Linked DNA regions of Hordeum vulgare: region 1 is linked to region 2. Evidence: chromatin contacts called from public Hi-C data. All regions are on one chromosome and are shown on one strand. The core of a region is the stretch at or near the end of the contact, and the rest is flanking DNA. Distances in the headings are between cores, read along the strand shown.

The links. Hi-C and Micro-C count contacts between places; a contact is called where the count stands out from the background.
Region 1: a contact with region 2 is called in a Hi-C map of leaf, with 4 times the contacts expected there. The contact joins the promoter of LOC123433975 here to the promoter of LOC123433959 in region 2. A contact is called at or near these places in 4 of 6 Hi-C or Micro-C datasets (leaf and seedling) and 1 of 1 datasets of contacts at active chromatin or transcription factors (embryo).

Annotation. Positions count from the first base shown.
Region 1 is chr1H:325,552,925-325,560,057 of MorexV3_pseudomolecules_assembly, reverse strand. It overlaps LOC123433975 (protein GRAVITROPIC IN THE LIGHT 1), which reads right to left and starts at 3,204. Exons shown (of 1, transcript XM_045115486.1): 1 at 1,171-3,204. The coding sequence starts at 2,895. The coding sequence ends at 1,546.
Region 2 is chr1H:325,391,049-325,398,013 of MorexV3_pseudomolecules_assembly, reverse strand. It overlaps LOC123433959 (monocopper oxidase-like protein SKU5), which reads right to left and starts at 4,263. Exons shown (of 6, transcript XM_045115485.1): 1 at 3,714-4,263; 2 at 3,483-3,592; 3 at 3,096-3,366; 4 at 2,835-2,973. The coding sequence starts at 3,836.

The sequences.
Region 1 (7,133 bases), core at 1,955-4,454, 160 kb before region 2:
CTATGAATAGCGTTGGTCTTACATGACTTTGCTAGTTGTCGGCGTGATATTTTTATGTGTGCGTTGTATTGGCTGTGTGTGTCAGCTATATATAGGATTAATGTGTGTTTTTTATGTTTGTATCCTCTTTGATCTTTCATTTGAGTCTGAAGATCTCTAGCAGCACTACTCACAAGTCCCAACGGCAGGTCGGCAGAGGTCCTGTTTGGTTTCAAATAAGTCACCAACTTATAAGTTGAAAAGTGCAAAAAGTGACTTATTTTGCCAAACAGACCTAACTTATAAGTCATCCCAACTTATAAGTCATAAGTTGCTCCACCCCAACTTAAAACTTATAAGTCATCTACTTTTACATGAAAAAATGACTTATAAGTCAGATGACAACCAAACGGGGCATGACTTATAAGTCACTGGTTTTAAATCACCTGACTTATTGAAACCAAACAGGGCCTAAAGCAGCAAGCTTCAGGCGATCGAGGGAATAACTAAGGAGCACGCGGCCGCGGCCACCGCGCTGTAACCCGCCAAGGAAGCACGACAGGAATCAGGAACCCGGCTCCTTTATCATTGCATTGCAAGGTCAAAAAGGAGAGCGCCCGAGCACACGGACAGCATCAGAGCACGCGCCAGCTCCTCTGCCATGGACTAAAGCCGAAGCAACGAACATCCGAGCCCCACTCCGAAGAAGCAACAGAAAGGAGGAGGAGGTGGTCACTGCTCACCAGCCTAGGTGACAAGCTGGAGTTTGGTCCGGGCATTTGTATTGACTGTCCGGACGTTATCAATGGCCCGCGTAGCTGCATCAGCACGAAACGTTTTCATCAATGGAAAAGGGGGAAGAAGAGATCCTCTGGAGAGCCCTGATGAATGCCAACAGCTGGACGGTGGAGGGAGTTGACAATCTTCCTCGTGAGCGAACGAACGGAAAGATGCCCGGCCTCAAGGCAGAAAGTGTGTGTAAACTGCCCGGATCAATCTTGGGTCTAAGCACACACATCCATCAACCATGTACCCAACAGAAGCACAGTAAACAGCAGTTGCAAAAGCACCACGCACTGCTGTCCTGAATCAAGATGCCGACATCTCAACTGGCCGGAGTTAATGGAAATCTGAACATTTCACACGAGACAGAACGCAATATTACGAGCCTGTAGATTTACACAGACAAAATTCATAAATAATTACTGTATATAATATCAGCAAAACGAATCCAACTATCAACAGATAAATTACCCAAAATTAGGAAAGCGGTAGTAGCAGTGACTCTTTGACAATGTTAGAACACACCTCTCTGAACTTTTGTACAACGCTACAAATCAAGAACACCCCCTTTTACACAAGCCCAAACTAAATCAAAAAGATAAATAGCTTTCTTTCTACTCTTATTATCAAGTAGCAACTTCGATTCCAAGGGGTTTATCTCAATAGCATACTGATCTTTGATCGCCTTTACACAACCTCCTTTCGTTTCCCAAATGTACAGTTTATTTTTCACTATATTGTTTCATATCATTTGAATCTATAATTCCTCCATCCATCTCCAGTCTAGGACTCTAGGTACACCCTGCATTGGATCACCGTGCCGCCGAGCCGGAAGCCCGGCACCACCGTGAACCCGACCTTCGGGCGCACCGTCCTCCCGACCTCTTTGCTTGCTGAGAATGCCTTAGGCCGCACAATGCTCTCCATGTACACCGATGAGTACTCTGTGCCCCGGCTAACCTGGAATATGCCGACTGCAGGGTCATACGCCCAGGCCAATCTGTGAAGTGTCCATATCGAGCTTGCCATCGTGATGAACAACTCGTAGAGTGGACCGGCTGCAGCCATCACCGGCAACGCCCTGCAGTCTGAATTTCCAAACAATGAGGATTCAATGCCTGGATGGATGAGCTGCTTGTACTTCCGATCGCAGAATTGCGAGAATTCGCAGTCTGGGCTTGAACTCATGAGCTCCATGGGGTCTGCATCAGAGTGCTCGATGAATTGCTGCAACGATTCATTCCTGCGAACTGCAAGCTCCATTCCTTCCAGGGCAGCAGCATCGCTTGTGCCACCGAACTGGTAGGAGTCAAAGCCGTCGAACATGGATAGGCAGACACGGGAGAGGAGAGCGTAGCGGCAGTGGCCATGCTTGGAGTAGGCAATACCCGGGTAGGCAGCTGCCGCCGCGTCGGCCAGGTCCCATCCTGCGCACCGGAGGAGCTCGGCGAGGGCACGGGTGAAGCGGTGGGCGACGCGGAGAGCGTCGCGCAGGACGGAATCGAAGACGCTGGCGGACAGCATGGCGCCCAAGGCGTCGCCGCCACCCGCGCCCGGCTGTGGCGCGAGGGCGCGGTCGAGGCGCCCGGCAAGGCGCGCGTTGCCGTCCGCCAACGCCGCGAGCTCCCAGCGAAGAGAGGCGGCCGCGGCGTCCTTGGCATCGAGCGCGGCCTGGATGCGGTTCACCACGGCGTCGAACGACCGCAGCAGCGCCTGGTTCTCCCGCACCTGGTCCTCGAGGTGGGCCGTGAGGGAGCCGTCTTCCGCTGCGCCCGACGCGAGCCGCTTTAGCTCCGACAGCCGCCGGAGGTGCGAGACCGCGAGGGCGTCCGCGGCGGCGGCCGCCTCCGGCAGGAACGGCGTGTGCGCCGCCTGCAGGTGCAGGTACGCCGCCTGAAACGAAGACGTCGTCGCGAGTGCCGCCGCCACGGCAGCCTCCTCTCCGGACGCCGACCCGTTCCCCCCATCCCCGCCGAAGGGGCTACTAGGGTTCTGCGGGTCGGGCTTCAGTACGAGCACCCGCTGGCCAGCGAGGATCCCGCCCTCCCCCGCCGCGGCATACTCGTCCTCGTCCTCCTCGGCGAAGAACTCGATGGTCTTGGTCTTGAACGCGAGCGCGAACTTCTGGAGCATGGCTGCGCGATTCGCGGGCGCGCCGACCCCCGGACGTCTCCGCCGCCGGCGAGAGCGGTTGTTCACCGGTGCGAATTGCGGATTTGCGAGGCGGGGATTCGAGGCAGAGCACGCGGAGCGCGGTGAGAAGAGGAGAGGGGGCGGCGGTGGGGGCGGTGGAGAATGGAGCGGAGTTGGGGAGGAGGTGGGGGATCTGGGAGAGGAAAAGCGGCAAGCTTGTCTCCGTCGAGAGGAAAGACTTGGAATTTCTTGGCTCGGCTCAGGGACGGAGGGTGGTTGTTTGTTACAGAAGATGGTGTTTGTTACAGAAGATGCTTCTACGCTCGTGATTTTGTACTACTTGACTTTAAAAAAAACACGAGAAGAATAGTTATAGTTTGCTCATGGTACCTTGATGATTTTGTAAAAACTCGTTGACTGCTAAGTTCGTGATATTTCCTAGGGCCCTGTAGAAAATAAACCGTTCCATGTGACATTTGTCTTCTCGACATGTTTTGTTGGACAGTGTTTAAACATGTTTTTTTGAAATACGACAAAACATTTTTACACTTGTTTTTGTGTGCGATTTAGGCTTCTTCTTTTTTAATACAGTATAGACCGCATACATACATACATTCGTCTTTATGAACAGGCACATGCACGTCCTATTCTTATGAACATATTCTCTCCGTTCTAAAATAAGTGTCTCAACTTTGTACTAGCTCTAGTACAAAGTAGTACTAAGCTCGAGACACTTATTTTGAGACGGATGGAGTATTTAAAGGATGAAGCTAACACATCATCATAAGTATTCTCCTTTTCCTTGCATTGTGCTTTCTAGGTCTTTTTCAATAAAAGAAGGGTCAGTTCATCACCATAACACAAAGTACCATAAGAATTTGACAACTACCATGCTTAAGAATCAAGAGAGTGATCCAAGCGACTATAACATCGTCGGCTCAACATCCTCAAAAGGAGCTACTCACATAAAAGCACTATCCATTGCCATCAGAACTAGATCAACAACTAAACATGTCCAAACTTTCTTTTCCACAACCCCATCATAAAAGAAGCTATAGAAGCAAACTCAACAAACTAGCATAATGAGGCGCATAACCACAATGACTGTTAGGGCATATTTCTCCTAAATGGTTTTAGTGATTGATGACAATTGTTGTGCGGACTAATCTTGTGTCTTGAGCATTTCAGACTATTCTCTTCTAGGCACAAGATGACTCGACGCCCCTCGGAGGTTCTCGAAGACGGACTTTCTTCTACGTTTCTCTTCTTAGTCTTGAGTCGTAGGAAAGTCTTCTTATTAAGAGGGGGTCCGCGTCGGAAAGGTTTGGGTGGAATCTTCACGCACACTCTTCATGCACCCTCCTATATTTTGGCCACAATGGAGCCCCAATGTGTGTTTTCTATGTCTATGCGAAAAGGGTAAGCGGTAGTACCGTTGTAACAGCGGTAGTACCGCTGGCACAGCGGTAGTACCGCTCTGAGAGCGGTAGTAAATTTTTACTACCGCTCCAGGAGCGGTACTACCGCCCCAGGTGCGGTAGTAATTTTTTACTACCGCTCCAAGTGCGGTACTACCGCCCTCAGTGCGGTAGTATTATTTTACTACCGCTCTGACGGGCTTTTTCGCATACTTTTCCCCACGGAGGTGTTGGCACGGTAGTATCCCGGTACTACCGTGGTTGGTGAGAAGCTGAGCGGTAGTACAGCTCCAGGAGCGGTAGTACCGCTTGTATTTTTATGTGGTAGGTGGGTAACGGGTGGATCTGCCCACCCCCTAATATATAAAGGTATCTTCTTCTTCCTAGAGTTCACCTTTAACCCCTCTAAGCTCCATTGTTGCTCCACAAGCTCATTTTAGCCCGATCTCTCTCCCTAGCCGATCAACCTTGTTGGTTTTCTAGGGATTGCTTCACAAGGCCTTGATCTACACTTCCACCGAAGGATATTTGATTCCCCTACTAATCCCTTGCGGATCTTGTTACTCTTGGATGGTTGAGCACCCTAGACGGTTGAGGTCACCTCGGAGCCACATTCCATTGTGGTGAAGCTCCGTGGTCTTGTTGGGAGCCTCCAAGCATTGTGTGGAGATTGCCCCAACTTTGTTTGTAAAGGTTTGATCGCCGCCTTCAAGGGCACCTATAGTGGAATCACGGCACCTGGCATTGTGCGAGGGCGTGAGGAGAATACGGTGGCCCTAGTGGCTTATTGGGGAGCATTGTGCCTCCACACCGCTCCAACGGAGACGTACTTCCTGTCAAAGGGAAGGAACTTCGGTAACACATCCTCGTCTTCATCGGTTCCACTTGTGGTTATCTCTTACCTTTACTTTGTATTTGTTGTTGTTGTAGAGTATCTCTTATTTGCTTCGTTACTCTTTGTAAGTAGCATCATATAGGTTGCTCACCTAGTGTCATTTTAGAGAACCTTTATGTTGCTAATCCTAATTTGTTAAGAAAAGCTAAAAATTGGTAGTTGCCTATTCACCCCCCCTCTAGTCAACCATATCGATCCTTTCAATTGGTATCAGAGCCATGTCTCTTTATTAAGGGTTTCACCACCCGAAGAGTATGGAAGATGAAGAGGGAGTTCCCCATGGGCAACCCGAGGCCATGGCCTTGACTTCGGTCACAAGGGACGACTTGAATACGGCTATGGCCGCCGTCAAGACGTCCTTGACGAACGAAGTCAAAACCATGCTTAAAGAGTTAATTGAGGGAATTAAAAGTTCACCCGAACCGACGTTGGTGGTTAAACCCGCCAACATAGATTCGGAGGCCAATTCCTCTCAGGAAACGGCTAAAGGTATGCGACCTTCTTCCCCTCTTGAAAAAGATGGGAATGGAACCTATGCCTCAGTTCCACCTCCCATGGTCTATGGAGGACCTGTTCCCACACCGTGTCTTAACCCTGTTGGTCCTCCTCCTAAGGTTGTTAAGGGTGATTTTGCTAACTGTGTGTTTTCTATTAAGTCTCATTTGAATCACAGCTCAACAAATTTATGAAGAATCGTCGAGCAAGGCTACTATCCTCATGACCCAAGCAACCTCACTCCAAGAGAAGAAGCAGACAATCGATATAATCACTCCGCATTGTTTATTCTACAGTCTGCAGTACCTCCTGAAGATCTTCCTCACTTGCGCCCCTTCACTCTGGCTAAGGACTGTTGGGAGCACATTATGGTGATGTACAAGGTAAGCTCAAGCATTCAATGGTCCAACTATGAAGTGGTACTTGATAAGGCTGATGAGTTTGTGATGAAGGAAGATGAGGACCCTCGTGATCTCTATCGAAGGGTGACTGCTATTGCTGTTGCTCTCAAGGATCATGGGAGCAAGGATGTGGGTGACACATGGATCAAGCGCAAGTTTCTCAAGGCCATCATGCCTTTCAACAAAGCCATGTCATCAGTCATTCGCCAACGACCAGATTTCCACTCCTTGTCTTCCCGTGAGGTGTTGGATGAATTAATTGCAATGTCAATCATGAACGAGACCGTTGACAATGCACTTGCTCGCGTTCGGTCAAATACAGCTTCACCCAACCTTGCTTTAAAGGAAAAGGCTGCTTCTAAAGAAGAAGAAGAGGATGAGGAAGAGGAGAGCTGCCCCGAAGACACTAAGTATGCTTATCACGAGCACATGGCTCTTGCGTCAAGGCAATTCTGGGGCAACAAGAGGAACTCAAGACCTAACTTCACCAAGAACAACTCAAGTGGGTTCAAATCCAAGCAACGAGTGATGATGTGCTATAACTGCGGTAATGTGAGTCACTTCGTGGCAGAATGTCCCTATGAGAAGAGGGAAGACAACGGGGGCAAGCTCAATCGCAAAGACAAAACCAAGTCATTCCCAAACAAGAACAACTTTATCAAGAAACCCCACCCAAAGGGTACGGTGGCGCTTGAAGAGTACCCCTCCGATGATGATGACGATGACGATATGGTGGCAATTGTGACTCTCGCCATTGCCACTCCTTCTCCCAAGAATGTGTCTCTCTTCAACGCCCCCAACGATAACCACATCGCCAAGTGCCTCATGGCCAAAGATATCGATCAGGTAACATCCAACATTAAGACCAACATCACTACTACTCCTTCATTGTTGAATTGTGTTGATGATAGCGATGTTGTGGAACTTAATGAGCATGATCTTGACAAATTTCTGTGTACAATCAAAGGAGAAACCAAGAAGCACTTTGTTGCTCTTTTGGAACAACTGGGTGAGGCTAATGACCTCATC
Region 2 (6,965 bases), core at 3,014-5,513:
TTTTTTTTGTTGGTTTTTGTGTGAGTGTAATTATATACAAACGAATACTATATAATATGTGCCAAATTTTCATGACTATATGATTATTTTGGCATATTATGATAAAGTGCAATTTCGTTGCAAAGTTGTGGAGAAGGTTTTTTCTTTCTTCTTGAAGTAAATATATTATTTCAGTTTCTATTTTAAATTATAGTAGAGTGTGAAAAATGTAATATTATGTTTACATATTTCAGAAGGTGCAATTTCACTGCAAATTGTGTGCAATTTTTTTCTCTTTCATTTTCTTTCTTCTTAAAGGGTTTCATTCTTTCTTAGAAAACTTGATTGTTTTCATTATGTTTTAATTTTATTGTTAGGGTAATACCAATGCCACGAATTCATTTTTCCTAGAAAACATCATATATTTTAATATTTTTTAGTTTTTATTTCATTTTTTATTTTATCCTAGTTTTCATCTCGTTTCTTTTGTAAGGGTAATACCGATGTCACTAATCCATTACTTTTTTAGAACACCTTTTTTGCAGAAATCTCACTATAATATACTCACTTTGATTTGGATAAGTAGAGACACCATAGATCAAATACCAATGCCACTAATTCATTATTTCTTTTGGAAACTTCCTTTTTACAAAAAAACCCCACTATTATATGTTTACTCTTGCATATTATAACAAAGCCCAATTCATGTGTTAACTGTGTGCAAATTTTGTCGTTGTTCTATAGTACTTCTGATTTCATTTTCTTTGAGGGTAGCATCAACGCCACTAATTGAGTCTTTCTTAAAAAAACTTGAATATTTATTTTTGTTATACTTTCTATCATTTTGTTTCTTCTAAAAGGGTGGCAACAATGCCACTAATTTATTCTTCCACATAAAGCTTCGTTATTTCCATTTCGTTTTAGTTTAGGTTTAATTTTCTTTCTCGTGAAAAGATAATACCAATGTCACTAATTCATTCTTTCTTACGAACTTCATTATTTTGACTTGATTTTAGTTTTTACTTCATTTTCTTTCTGCTGAAAGGGTAATACCAATTCTACTAATTCATTATTTTAAGAATACTTCATTTTTCCCTTTTTTCTTATTTAAGGGAAATGCCACTGCTACTAATCCATTTATGCTTAGAAAGCATTTTATAAAAAAATCACTATTGTATGCTTATTCTTGCATATTATAAAAATGCGCAATTTCTCTATAAATTGTGTACAAATTTTGTCATTATTTGTCTAATTATTATTTTCATTTTTCTTTTTAATTGCTAATATCATGTGCATTAGTTCTCTTTCTTAGGGAACTTTGCGATGGTATCTTACATTCTTAAGAAGTTGGTCTCAATTCTCTCAACATACAAAGTGTCCACCTCAACGTTCCACTAAGCAATGCATTTAAATCATCTCTCCCACTAAACCATGCAAAATCTGCCACATAAGCGTTCTCAACATGCAAAGTGTCCACAACATCCCACAAAGAAATGCATTTAAGTCTTCCCTCCCACCAGGACATACAAAATCAGGCACATGAGCGAGTGATGCATTTCTTATAAACTACAAATAATTTTTTGCATTAGACTATGCATGTAACGTTGTCACATTATATATTCATGTTAGCGATCCTTCATATTTTTGTTCGAAATAACCTTTTAAACTGTGATTTAAAAATTTATTCTATTTATAGTCACTTTCTTTTATTGATTTTAAAGTTTATACTTTTTTCATTAGATTTAGCAACTACGTATACATGTTTTTAACAAAGTTACCGCATCAACGCGCGGGAAGAGGGTCATCCTCACTACTCATGCCCATTTTTTACTCAAAGAAGAAGACACCCATGTGGACAACTTCAAGGAATTTTAAACTAACATTATGCTACTTATCTTCTAAAACTATTTTGCAACAATAAACTAATCAAGTTGATAAATAACATATATTTGTATTTTCATGTTTATATTGTCAATGGTAATATTCACGTTTCACATAAACAAGTATTATCTAAACATATTATCAAAAATTCCTACAGCAACGCACGGTAAATTGTCTAGTTCTAGAAATATCTACACCATAAACTCAACTATCCTGGGCCTGCCTTGCGATGATGTGAAAAATAACTAGCATGTTTCCAGGAGAGGAAATTGACTATGTGGAGCCCGCATGTTGTTAGTGGGGCAGCAATTCACATGGCATGCCAAGGAAGAAAATTGACTGGCCCAAATTGGGTTTTCAGTTGATTGATTGCTAGTCAGTCCCCTTTTTTTTTAAGAATTGCACAGTGTTGGACTAGAATCGCATGCACATACATTTTAACTGGGATTCTGAATTCTTAATCTTAACTCTCATGGCTAGGCTGCTGAACTTTATTCTGGCCTGTAGCTTGAAGTTGTTGATCTTTTTATCAGTTGACTTACCTAAAGGGAAATCTAGCATGATATTACTATTAGTATTAGTAGAATATTTTAGCCACATAACTCTCGAGAAATGCAAGCGTTTATCAGTAAATATTGTGCACTAAATTCTACTGTCTGGATATAAAGAAGGACGGAGCAAATTAAACTCACAAAACACCCTAGAGACCAAATTAAACTTCTACAAAATGCAATCTAGAAAACGTCTTGCCAAAAAGCCACACTGCTCGTATTCTCTTCCTCTTTACTGGAACCACACTACTCTAACGCTCTGAGACAAGATTCTCATACAGGGAGAAAACAGAGCTCTGAATAAAAGCGATGCAACTTGCGCACCCTGCTCCCCCACTTGCCAAGTTTTTTTTAACCCTGTCCAGCAAGTTGCCAACCCAGAATGCAAGTACCAGGATGCTATGATAGGGGGCAGTGAATTACCGGGATGCACGTCGATGGTCTCATGCTCAATGCCGGCCGGCACAAGGCTGTCGTTGTACCGGTACGGGCCCTTGCCGTTTATCAGCACGCCGTCCGGCATCCCGACCTCCTTCCCTTCATCAAGCATCTTCCTCAGATCCTGCAGCGCGGAATCACATGGTCAAGCAATTAAGCCAATGTGGCACTGTATCTCTCATAAGAAATCAGTGCGGCGCTGTGATTAGCTTGGTGGCCGGAACCGCGTGTTTTACGACGACGCACCGTGTGGTTCCTGTTGTACCAGTCGCCGATGAGGATGGTGATGTCGCCGTCGGGGCGGCCGAAGGGCACGGCGATGACGGCGCGGTTGTTGACGACGATGCCGCCGAAGCCGCCGGCGGCGCGCTGCAGGCCGGTGGAGGGGAAGTAGAAGAAGCTGCCGATCTGGTCCTTGACCTGGAACTCGTACGTCCAGTTCCACCCGGCCGGGATGGGGCAGTTGGTGCCCAGCACGCCGTCCTGCCAGCAGTTCTTCCGGTGCTGGATCCCGTTCCTGCATGCCACCGCGCAACACAATTCTCAGCGGCCTGCCTGCTGCGACTCGAAGGAATCAAATCAATGGCGGCAACACGCGCGCGCGCGAGAGAGAGAGGGGGAATGGGCATGCACCAGGTGATTAGGAGGGGCTCGTCGAGGTCGTTGAGCACGTTGACGACGACGTTCCAGTTGGTGGTGATGTTGACGACGGGGCCCGGGAACTTGCCGTTGATGCCTATCACCTACCGGCGACAAGGAAACAACGGCTCCTTAAAAACGAGACGGAGGGTGGGGAGCAGAGGACAATGCCTGCGCTGCGCGACGAGTGATATGAGAGTAAAATGGCTGCTAGCTTAAGCTTGCCTGCTGCTTGACGCCGAGGGGCGCTGCGGTGACGTAGGAGACGTCCCAGTCGAAGAAGGCGTAGGGGTCGCCGGCCATTGCCGGCACGGCGGCGCACGCCACCAGCGCGAGAAGCCGCCACATTGCGGCGGGTCGAGCCCGGCGGTCTTGGGAAATGAGTAGCTGGGCGGATGAAGCGACAGGAAGAGCAGGTGATTCAGTCAGTGGAGCTGCACTGTGGAGAGCAGAGCAGAGAGCAGAGAGCGGGACGGACTGGGGAGGAAGGAAGGAGGAGGACTGGCTCGACAGCGTGTACGCAGAGGGGGAGCGCGTGCGCGTGGTAGGTCACAGGGTGGCGTGGCGCCGCGGCGGAATGCTGCGGTGGGGGAGCGTATGCGCTTGGAGTGGACTGAGCTGAGCGCGGCGGGGAAATGCCCGTGTTGGAGCGGAGCCTGCTCGACCGGTGGTCGCAGCGGTCGTTGCCTTGGCAGCAAAATTTGCTCGGTCTTGTGTTTCACTGGATGGATCTGATTACCGTTGGATAGTCCAAGCTTGCGATGGTCCACGTATTACGAACAAGTTTGGCCCTAAGCACAACAAAGCATCTGCTTCCAAGTCTCAGCACAGGAAATCGTTGGACTATAAAAACCTTCTTAAACTCTTCGAGCACCCACGTTGTGAAGCGCGCACGGCGCTCCAGCATCTCCACATGCGCAGGCCAGCGAATGGCCAGCAGTGACCGGGGCGCGAACGTGGGATCCCATGCGCGCAGCCGCGGTGATGGCGGTGGTGGCATTGGCTGCGGTCGGTGCGCCCCCCCACCACCCCTCGCGCCATCTTGACCGGCGCCGCAGGGCACGTGCATGCATGGGACCGGCTGCACGACAGCGGCTGGCTCTCCGACGGAATTATAGCATCCACAGCCACACTTAACAAACCCGGCCACTCAAATGATCATGAACCGTATATACATTAACCAATCATAATTAATATCAATTTTGCTAAAACACCATGTGAGATAAGTATTACACATCTAAGTTCTATATCATTGATATCACATAGGGATTTATGTGGGTATTTTTTATATATATTTAATTTAATCATTTAGATGTATAATAATTATGTTACATGTAGACGTGCCCTAGACACATTTATTTTATATTTTATGCTATGGATCCGAATACCTTATATTTTATTTCTTAAATTCATACAAATCATACAAAAGATGACATACATACTAGTCTATAAACTACACTTTGTTGTTGTCGAAAATGTTCACGACGTCCGGGCCGACGTCTGTGGTGTGCTCCACCTCTATAAACTACATATTAGATGGGCGCGTAGGAGGGTTTTGGCCACTCCTCCTTCATAGTCGCGTGCATCTCGTCGACGTCTGTGGTGTGCTCCACCTCCGCCTCTTGCAAACCACGTCGCTTGGCCTTCGTCGTCGATTTCGACCAGAAGGAATCAAGGATCACATGTTGCTCCGCCTGCAGATCCGCGGCCCCTGCGTCCCTCACACCCTCCTCCTCCTCTCTCTCCTCCTTCTTCTCCCCGTCCTCATGCTCCTCCTCCTCCTCCTCCGGATCTAACACATCCGGAGGTAGCCCCGCGGCTATCCAGTCTTCGTGCCTTGCAAGGACCTGATCAAGTAGTTGTAGTCGACGCTCCGACATTAGATAAGTTGTCCGGTGGCATGGGGGCATATCTACTAGAGTAAAGTGAAGGACGACGAGCTTTAAGTAGCAGACGGCGAGCGAAAGTGGCGGCGACAGATGTCGAGGGAACGAGCTTGACAATAGTACGAGGGGTACGGATGAGGGGGCGGAGCCTAGCTATGGCGCATGTGTAACACTCGGATGTAGGAGTCCAGGCCCCATTCGGAAGTGGTAAAGACCCTACGTCTCGAGCCGAGAGACTTAGTGTTTGCTTATTAGGGGTGTGAATACACACGGTGCTTAACCCTTGTCGAAGAGCATCGGGAGAGCTTATATAGAGTTCGTCAGGCCCGCTACGTCCCATTACAAGGGTATTAAATGACTAATAACTATGGAAGTTACTAGTAACAGTAGCTCTAACTATGGTGTTACTAGTAACATTGGTCTTCACTGTGCTTTATGTGAGATGTTAAGTCCCTTGGCCATTGAAGCCCTTTCGTTCACGCTTGCCCTGGTCCGAGTGTTGGTACATGTCCGACTGACTTGAGGATGGTCGAGTGTCCATATGTCGGATGAAACCAGAGTTGCATCGGTTGACTTAGGACTTCAATGATTGTGGGGGGGGGGGGCTAGGTGGACCCTGGATGACAACTCCATGACCCTAACCTTAGTAGGTAACCCCGTCAGTAGCCCCCGAATCAGTTGAAGTTTAACTGGTCGCGTGACAGACACTTCGCGGTGTCTCTGGCGTCTCGGGGACACCTAGAAAGCAGCTCCGGATTGTTTCACTCGGATCCAAAATAAACCACCAAGAATTCAGGATTGGAAGATTTCGAATGGTCGGATTGACCCGGAGGTCCTCATTCGGTAACATTTGACCATCTCTAGAAGAGAGACATCAACGACTCGGGTGTATGTGGGCCAAGGGCTCCGAGTGATCAAGCGAGAGTTAGGACTAACCCCACTTGCGTCCGAATGGAACTTTCTTGATCACATATGCGCATATCCGAGTGATTCGAGTCCTTCGGATAGACAGAGTGTTCGGCGGCAGAATCACCTTGTTTTTGAAAGGTGGACGCGGGATCCAATCGGATCGAAATGTCGCGGGGTTTTCGCGGATTTGAAATTGTGGGCGTGATGACCCACAAGTGTAGGGGATCTATCGTAGTCCTTTCGACAAGTAAGAGTGTCGAACCCAACGAGGAGCAGAAGGAAATGAAAAGCGTTTTTTTGTAAGGTATTCTCTGCAAGCACTGGAATTATCGGTGACAAATAGTTTGGTGATAAGGTAATTTGTAACGAGTAACAAGTAACAATTGTAACTAAGTTGCAACAAGGTGGTCCAATCCTTTTTGTAGCAAAGGACAGGCCTGAACACACTCTTATATAAAGAAAAGCGCTCCCGAGGACACATGAGAATTTATGTCAAGCTAGTTTTCATCATGCTCATGTGATTTGCGTTCGTTACTTTGATAATTTGATATGTGGGTGGACCGGTGCTTGGGTGCTGTCCTTACTTGGACAAACCTCCCACTTATGATTAACCTCTCTCGCAAGCATCTGCAACTACGAAATAGGAATTAAGATAAATCTAACCATAACATTAAACATATGG